Regions from separate parts of the Mus musculus genome. Here all the other regions are linked to region 1. Evidence: chromatin contacts called from public promoter capture Hi-C data. All regions are on one chromosome and are shown on one strand. The core of a region is the stretch at or near the end of the contact, and the rest is flanking DNA. Distances in the headings are between cores, read along the strand shown. Region 1 holds the start of Mblac2 (metallo-beta-lactamase domain containing 2). Region 2 has its middle 6.1 kb from the start of Gm51268. Region 3 holds the start of C130071C03Rik (RIKEN cDNA C130071C03 gene).

What was found. Promoter capture Hi-C pulls out the DNA fragments that hold promoters and counts their contacts.
Region 2: a promoter capture Hi-C map of hippocampal neurons shows a contact between it and region 1, with 2.4 times the contacts expected there. The contact joins the enhancer-like site here to the promoter of Mblac2 in region 1. A contact is called at or near these places in 2 of 39 promoter capture datasets (hippocampal neurons and pre-B cells) and 4 of 115 datasets of contacts at active chromatin or transcription factors (astrocytes, embryonic stem cells and large pre-B cells).
Region 3: a promoter capture Hi-C map of hippocampal neurons shows a contact between it and region 1, with 7 times the contacts expected there. The contact joins the promoter of C130071C03Rik here to the promoter of Mblac2 in region 1. A contact is called at or near these places in 2 of 39 promoter capture datasets (hippocampal neurons and pre-B cells) and 1 of 115 datasets of contacts at active chromatin or transcription factors (astrocytes).

Annotation. Positions count from the first base shown.
Region 1 is chr13:81,710,052-81,712,856 of GRCm38.p6, forward strand. It overlaps Mblac2 (metallo-beta-lactamase domain containing 2), which reads left to right and starts at 1,366. Exons shown (of 2, transcript NM_028372.1): 1 at 1,366-1,931. The coding sequence starts at 1,478. Polr3g (polymerase (RNA) III (DNA directed) polypeptide G) reads right to left here and starts at 962. Exons shown (of 8, transcript NM_001081176.1): 1 at 807-962.
Region 2 is chr13:83,743,615-83,746,419 of GRCm38.p6, forward strand. No RefSeq gene overlaps it. Among named protein-coding and RNA genes, the nearest start is that of Gm51268, 6.1 kb to the left of the region's middle. Within about 2 kb of position 1,442, at least 154 of the 459 cell types and tissues checked have an H3K27ac peak or open chromatin away from gene starts, as enhancers often do. A contact at or near this core is called in astrocytes and hippocampal neurons, where this site is marked.
Region 3 is chr13:83,720,022-83,722,826 of GRCm38.p6, forward strand. It overlaps C130071C03Rik (RIKEN cDNA C130071C03 gene), which reads left to right and starts at 1,360. Exons shown (of 4, transcript NR_152245.1): 1 at 1,360-1,634. Gm52046 (a long non-coding RNA gene) reads right to left here and starts at 1,634. Exons shown (of 2, transcript XR_003950632.1): 1 at 1-1,634.

The DNA of each region.
Region 1 (2,805 bases), core at 116-2,615:
CTCCTACACCCACCAGAGAGTTTTGGAGTGTTGGAAGTACAGTTCTCCCTCTAGGAAACTTATTAGGAGATACCACAGTAAGAATCTTCCTAATTATCCTTTATAATGCTCTCCCGTGGGTCTCTTTATAATTTCTGAAGGTTAGTCAAATTCTCAAAGGGATTTCTTAATCCGAAATAGATGTATCAATAGCTAGTGGTTGGGTGCAAGCGCAGGGACTTGATACTGACAGTGGGGGTGATTTCTGGTGGCTTGCAAGGCCACACCCAGTCCCTATCCACTTTTCATGTCCCCTCAAAGTGCTCCGCCTTTCCTTAAGCTCTAACTTTCTCTGCTCTCTTCAAAGAGCAAAGAACCACCCAGAACTATGACGGCCATTTAGGTTTTTCTTTTTAAAGAAAAATTTTATCACCAACCCCTCTCCTCACTATCAAGGGTGCCAACAATTAAGAAAACAGAAGCGACGGTAAGTATGCCCTTATCAGCAAACTGCCGCCAAACTTTGAATGAAGAAAAAACACAGTCGTCAGATTTGCATAGTCTTCTCTTGTAAGAGGATAAACTCCCTTCTTTCTCACTGAGAACAAACCCACCGGAAAGCTGGGAGATCTGGCTACGAAAACTTTAAACGGTTTGGAAGACCGCAGCAGCAGCTTTGGGGAGGTAGGGATACTTCCCAAAGTCACTCCAGAGGGGCTTTCATGAATGTTGGCTCCGGATACCCGGCCACCACGTTCTCCACGTGCCCCATCAACTCCCTTCTACCCTCTTCACCTCCTGCCCAGAACGGGATAGCTTCCAGTTACCTGCTAGCCAAGTCTCGAGGCTTGAGCACACGGTGCAGCAGAGGAAGCAAGAAAGCCGGCAGCCCCTCCAGCAAGGAGCCGCAGATTCTACCTCCGGAGTAGCGCGCCCCACACCGCACGCGGCTACGGCGCAGCAGAGCGCACTGGAAGCCCCGCCCACTCCCGCGAGGCCACACCCCCGGAAGAGAGCTTTTTAGCCCTTGGCAGGCGCCGTAGTCAGCCTCCAACAGGCTCGGCCTCACTCTGGGCTCCGGCGGCGAGTGCACAGCCCCCCGCTGCCCGTGTGGGGGCGGTCCTGTGTGTCGCTTCCCACGCATCTCTCCCGGCCCCTGCAGTAGAACCCCGAGCAGGGCAGCATTGCCCGGTGTCTCCTCCCCGCTTCAGCAGCCTGCGTTACTGCCTTGGTGCTGCGGCTGCAGAAGCTGCGGCAACTGGGGTGCAGCCTGCGCTCTGCGGCTCGGACGGGAGGGCGCGGAACAGGTGATCTGGGCAGTGTCGCAGCGTCCTATCCACGCTCCCTTCCGCATCCCCGCCCCTCGATCGCACCTCCTCCGGAGCTGAGAGTAGCTCCTCCGGCTCTGCAGCAACAGCAGCAGCAGCAGCAGCAGCGAGTCCTGGACTGCCTGTGGGAGGCACACCCACCTAGCCCGGCCGCACCCCTGCGCAGCAGCATGTCGGCGCTCGAGTGGTATGCCCACAAGTCTCTGGGCGATGGCATCTTCTGGATTCAAGAACGGTTCTACGAGTCAGGCAACCGGGCCAACATTTGGCTGGTGCGCGGCTCGGAGCAGGACGTGGTGATAGACACTGGCCTGGGGCTGCGCAGCCTTCCGGAGTACCTCTACTCCTCTGGCCTCTTGCAGGATTGCGGGTCTAAAGAGGATGCAGGACGCCGGCCACTGCTGGCCGTGGCCACCCACGTGCACTTCGATCACTCCGGCGGTCTCTATCAGTTCGACCAGGTGGCTGTGCACCGCGCCGAGGCCGAGGCCCTGGCTCGCGGGGACAACTTTGAGACCGTGACCTGGCTTTCTGACAGCGAGGTGGTGCGGGCGCCCAGCCCTGGCTGGAGGGCCAGGCAGTTCCGAGTGCAGGCAGTGCAACCCACCCTCATTCTGCAGGATGGTAATGGGCCCCGCGGGCGTGCGCTGTCACTGAGGGAGGGGCTTGGAGAGCGTGTACAGCATGTTACAGACCTCCTTGGCACTGTTGGGGTACAGTGCGGGAATACTCTGTTTCACCCTTTGCTGCGTGGAAGTCAGCTTAAGCAGAGACTAGGCCCTGGCAGGCTTCTCTGTCCGGAGATGCGCGCTGCTGCTGTGTGGCTGTCTCTTTGAAAGCTCACACCATCCCCAGTCAGTCAGCTACAGTAGTAACACTGCAGAGACTTGTGACTGGAGATTTTCCATTCTTTTCCCAAGTACCGGTTGAACATTTTCAGCTTTTGTAACGAGTAGGCTTTTAAGCAATGGCACCTTGGGAAGAGTGTTAGGCTCTGTGCTTTGAAAACTGCTGACTTCATCTGCCTCCTCACTTCACTGCATAGTGCCTATCCGGTCCACCTGTAGGCTTGGAAAGCTTTGGTTCCGTTTCATCCATCCTGACCTTTCGGATGGATTTGTTTGCTTATTGCCTCACAAGAAAAAAAAAAAAAAAGGCTTGACAGTGAACATAAAATATAGAAATATGACAAATATCTGGTCTGGATGAGAGCAAGGCCTAGGAAAGATCAATAAGGGAGTTGTTTCCGGTGGAGAAAGTGTGTGTGTTAATGAGGACTTCATTCTCTTGGTCCTAAGCAATTGATAGATTGGAGCAAAATAGACAGGGTCCCAGTCCCTTTCCCCTCATGCTGGAACTGCACTAACTGAACTGATTAGCAACAGCAGCAATATTTGATTTATCAATTTTATATTTTTGTCTTAGGATTTATTTATTTATTTACATCCCCAAAACTACTCCTGCTCCTGCTCCCTCCCTCACAGAGTCTCTCCTCCCA
Region 2 (2,805 bases), core at 192-2,691, 2.0 Mb after region 1:
CACAACCATCTGTAACTCCAGTTCCAGGACATCTGATGCTTTCTTCAGACTTCTTGGGCACCAGGCACAGACGTGGTACACAGACAAGCTTACAAGCAAAATAGCCATACACATAAAATAAAATAAAATAAAATAAAATAAAATAAAATAAAATAAAAATGAACAAAGTGGCTAGATAGTGAATAAAAACGATGTGCACATCTGTTTTCCTATGCGTAACCTGTGGAAATACCATTGTGGCTTCAGAACGTTGATACTTATTTCCTCCTCCTCCTCCTCCTCCTCCTCCTCCTCCTCCTCCTCCTCCTCCTCCTCCTCCTCCTCCTCCTCCTCCTCCTCCCCTCCTCCCCCCTCCTCCCCCTTCCTCCTCCTCGTCTTCTTCTTTTTCTTCTTCTTCTTCCTCCTCCTCCTCCTTCTTCTCCTTCTCCTTCTCCTTCTCCTTCTCCTTCTCCTTCTCCTTCTCCTTCTCCTTCTCCTTCTCCTTCTCCGTCTTCTTCTTCGATAGCGTTTCTCTGTATAGCTCTTGCTGCCCTGTAACTCCCTCTGTAGACCAGACTACCCTTGAACTCACAGATCTGCCTGCCTTTTGAGAGCTGGCATTAAAGGCATATGCAACTATTCCTGGAGGTCATTTTATATCCTCCAGTGACTCACATTTTCCTAAATTTGCTAAAATAAAACACACTATGTTATGTTGGATTCTGGGTGGTGGCTGTGAAATGAACGACAAAGAATAAATGTCCCTTGTGATTAAAAACTAGAATTAAAGTTGTTCAGTAAAAGATATTTGTAATACTAGGTCAATTGTCTTACCAGTACTTTGAGACTGTTAAATAGATCTTACAACAATGGAGCATGTAAGGCCGTTCTTCAGTGTCTCCGGATTAATGGATGGCTTTGTTATCCTGTTATTCTGTTCACCGCCCCCCCCCCGCCCCCTCCAAGTTAAACAAGCCGCAGCAGAATCATCCATTCCTATTTGCCTAGAGAACTTATTTCACCTTCTCTGCTCTACTTTCCTGTGAAATTAACCTAAAATACTGAATGGAAATTAAAAGCATATAGTTGTGATTGCTACTAAGGAATATTTGATTGTTCTCAAACAGGGCTGCAGGCCAGAGTTAGTAGACTACCTTAGAAAGATGATGGCCATCTTTTGAGGTACAAGCATGTGGCTTTCTGCTTTGCAGCCAACTGCCAGACCACAGGGGGTAGAGTTTAAAAAGTACAGATAATCGACTTTATTCAGAGAAACAGGGAGTTCTGAACCATATCGGGCTTGATGGTTTGACTGGATTTTAGCTCAGAGTCTGCACAACGCAGTCCAGAGATCTAAAAATAGCCAGGCTTCGCCTCTCAAGGTGCTTGGTGTGGGCGGTGTATGGAGCAGACAGCAGGCTGTGACTGGCTGCAGAACTGGCTGGGCCAGGCAGTGGCAATGGCTGAGGCTGCAGGTTCGCCGCTGGGCATCACAAGGCCCGTCAGCACCGGCCAACAGCCTGAGTCCTCCCTGAGCTGCCGCTACTCGCGGCGGGCGACAGAAAGCTAGCGTCTGATTGGTGTTTCCCGGGAGACCGGCTGCCCTAGCTGCTGGAGCTAGTGCGCCGGCGCGCGCGCTCCCGGCTGGTGCGCGGGAGAGGCGAGGGGCGCGCTGAGGTTCGGGTGACCGGGTGGGAAGTCTCCCTGGTTCGCGGAGCTCACGTGCTCGCACCCCGCCGCGGGAAGGTTGAAGACCCCACCGGGCTGTGTAGTCCAGGCCGCCCCTCCTCTGCCCGGCAGGCTGAGAGCATCTATAGGGGATGCTGAATGTGATTTGCTTGTCCCTTGGCAGGTTACCAGGGTCCTGGCCTTGCTTGTGCCTCTCCAGTGTTCATTTGCTTAGGAATCCTTGAGTTGTGTTTGCGGATAGGGTGGTGTTGGGGGTTAGTCTATTTTGGACAAGGGTTTCTGGCAGGCAGATGTTTTCTGCCCCAGAGCCTCTTACTTGTCTGGTCGGCTCTTTAGGGTTAAAGGGGTTCTCTACTGAGCTTTTCTACCTCTGCTTACCCTTGCCCTCAATAGTTCAGGTTTCATGATTGTGTCCCCTCTATCTCCTCATACTTTTTTTTTAAGTTAGTGGGTTGCTGCTGACAGAAAAGGATCCCTCAACCCTCATCAGAAAAAATTGGTACAGGGTGGTCCTGGACTTGGGTTCAGGGAGCACCCACTTAGGACCTCTCCAGGAGTCGCACCAACGAACCAACAGGAACTTGGGGCATCTTCACAGCATCAGATTTGCTGCAATTATTTATCTCTGTTGGGTGGATACAGTAGAACTTGCTCAGAGTTTACTTTAAAAAAAAATCGGGGTCTTAAGCACTTACTAAAGCCAGTTAATAACATCATGCATGGACATTTAAACTTGTTGTAAGATGCAGACAGGATTAAGGGGAAGTCACGCTGTGCGCAGCTAATGATACCATCTTAACTCTAACTGGCCTAAATCCACCTCCCTTGGCTCAGGTCCGGGTCTTAGACCCTTCGATGATCCTAAAAAAGAGGGAGGCCTTGGATGAGTGAACTGGGCAGACAATAGGAGCATCTTTAAATGTTGCTTTAGGTGACAGTCAATAGTCCTGGAAGGCTATGGTGGGTCTTACTGTTGGAAAATGAGCAAGACCACCAAGAGAAGTCCTAAGCACACTGGTGTGCTTGTTCATGTGATAATAATGACACACATCGAAGGGTATTGGCCAACTTGTAGAGCAGTTTTCATTTTGTTGTCCACAGGTGTGAAAGTTGTTGTATGCCCGGGGTGGGATGGGG
Region 3 (2,805 bases), core at 110-2,609, 2.0 Mb after region 1:
CACTCGAGTGTTTAGATATCGATGTTTTAAAACTTTTTCTCTTTATGAATTTTTCAAACCGACCGCGTGCACCCTCCGTGACTCCCCCGTGTCTGTGCATTAAAGGCGTCCATGAAATCATTGTATGGGGCTGGTTTAATGCGGTTAACAGAGAACTAAAGGGTTGTCTGTGTCGGAAAGCACGGTCCCATTTCTAATCCCATCACGTACTGAAGCGGTTTTGTGTGAATCTGTGGCTTCCACCTTTATCCACCCTGGATGTTCCTACTCAGGAAAACCTTTCCAACCGCTCCCAACTTCGGACGGTTGGCAAAATATCTTGTTTTCTGCCCTACTGATTGCTTTTCATTTTCAGCTTATTTTCATCTTACTTAACAATAATAAATGATCCTTGCAGTGTAAAACCTCAGTTTAAATGATCCGTCGTGCTCCAGCCTCGTTTTTTTTTTTTAAACTTCGAAATGTAATGTCAAATACGTTTAACTTGCTCCTGTCTTCAAGATGCAGGAGACCAAAACTACTTTTGTGCCAGATTTTACCTTCTTTCTTGCTCAGAACGTGCACTGCGCGCTTATATACACACATGCGTTCACGCGTGAGCACAAACACAAACGTACACACCAATACACACACATATAGAGAGGGGGAGGGGGGAGAGAGAGAGAGAGAGAGAGAGAGAGAGAGAGAGAGAAAGGAAGGAAGGAAGGAAGGAAGGAAGGAAGGAAGGAAGAAAGAAAGAAAGAAAGAAAGAAAGAAAGAAAGAAAGAAAGAAAGAAAGAAAGAAAGAAAGAAAGAAAGAAAGAAGAGGAAAGGGCATAGAAGAGGCAGAGATGCCCAGAGGCAAGCGGAGAGTCGGGGCTCCGCTTAACCCGGGCATTGGGAAAGCGGGGCTGGAGGTGGAACAGGACTCAACCGACCGCAGCCGCTCAGGCCACGGCGTTAAGCCGCCAGTGAGGGTGAGGATGCCCTGCGGGCTTCCGCACTTTTCTGAAACCAAACAGGATGGCTAGGCTCCCCGGCTGAAGTAAAAGTTCCGGAGGGTTTGAAGGCCGTGGAGAGTCACCTCGCCCGAGCAAGGAGGCTGCCTGGGGAAGCGGCCTCGTGGGCTGGCTGAACTGGGTGGAAGCCCTCGCAGGGGGTCCTGCGGTGCTAGCTTTTGTACCGCCCCGCCTAGGCCAGTCCGGAGCTGACGCACCAGCTCCCCAGAGACGCTGGGGGCGTCGCACTGCAGCTGGGTGGGGAGCAATTTATTCCTGGCGGTCACATCCCACCCCATCTTCTGTTACTCCACCCTACCCCTCCCATCCCTCCACCTCTTCCTCCTCCTCTTCTACCAACGCCCGCACTATCTTCTGGTTCTTCTCCTCTTCAACCTCCATTCTCCCCCTCTCCCTTCTTTTCCTCTCTCTTTCACCCTCCCCCACTCTTTCGTGTCTCTTTCCTCCTCTGAATAACCAAGCTGTTTTGCTTCCGAAAGTAGAGAGAGAGGGAGAGAGAGAGAGAGAGAGAGAGAGAGAGAGAGAGAGAGAGGAGAGAGAGGCCTTGCTGTGAATGGAAGACAGGAGGGACTCTGGTACATCTGGGAGTGGAAACTTGATGCTTCTGGGCTGTGATTTGCCAAGGTCTCGCCAAAGGTGAGTACTCTGGGGGCCCGAAGAGCTCTCACTTGGAAGGGTCCAGACCCCGCCCAAATCTGAGAGTCTGGTGGTAATCAAACAGCGGTTAAAACTGGGATGGAGTGAAGGTCGGGGAAGGGCTACAGCGTAAGGGTTCCAGAATAAATGGGTGCCAGTGCGCCTTGTAGCTAGCTTGTGGCTCAGGCTCCCGCCTAGGGCTGCTTCCCAACCTGCTAAGGTCATCCGAGACGGCTGTGACTTCTAGAGCCCTCTCCCTATGCGGACCTGCACCTCCGCTCCTTACATACCCTCGTTCAAGTGACGCTTTGGTATCAGGAAGTGAGAAAGTATTCTTCTCTCAGACCTTTAAAAGGGAAAGTTTGGCAAGGTGGGCGCTCTTTGGTTCTACTATCCCCTCGATTCTAACCTAGGATCCCTAGATTGTACAGGATATTGTTATTTTCCTTTTATAAAGAATGACTTTAACGAAAATTCGTATGTAGTCAAAAAGATTATTGGATCACCATGACTGATCAGCTGCTGCTGACCTACCAATAAGCGTTATTTAAATATACACGCACATTCGTGCGTGCCCCCTACACGCAAACACACTCGGGGGGGGGGGGGACGTCTATATGTAATGAGTAAGACAGCTCGAAGTTACCAAGAATTAAGAGGGAATCAAAAAGGCTTTTAAGTGTTATGTATGCATCTTCCATTTGTGTGCAGATTGGGGTGGGGGGGTGCCTGTCTGTTGCGTGTGTTGTCAGCTGGTTCTAGTTTCTAAGCACTGAGTGTTGCCAAAGGCTGGAGCCAGCACCCACCATTCACCTTGGCACCCTAGCGGCAGAACAGGACTCATTTGTTTGGTGCCAAGAGGTGAGGACCTGGAAGAGACTGGGGTGTAGTTAGGTCGGGGGGGGCCCCCTGCCATCCATTACACCTGCGGCAGATGGCTCAAGTGGTAGAATGGTTTTGTTTGCCAGAATCAAGAAGGGAGGAGGAGAAAATTCAGCCTCGCCCTACTGAAAAGAAGTACAGTAAAGAGCCAGAGAGATGAAAGAAGCCATCAAAACCAAGGATGCTGAGTCCTGGGCAGTTAATGACCTTGATACCTGGTTCCAATAGATAACAAGGCAGAATTTTATGAATGTATTTTTTGATCAAATGTTTTACACACACACAACAC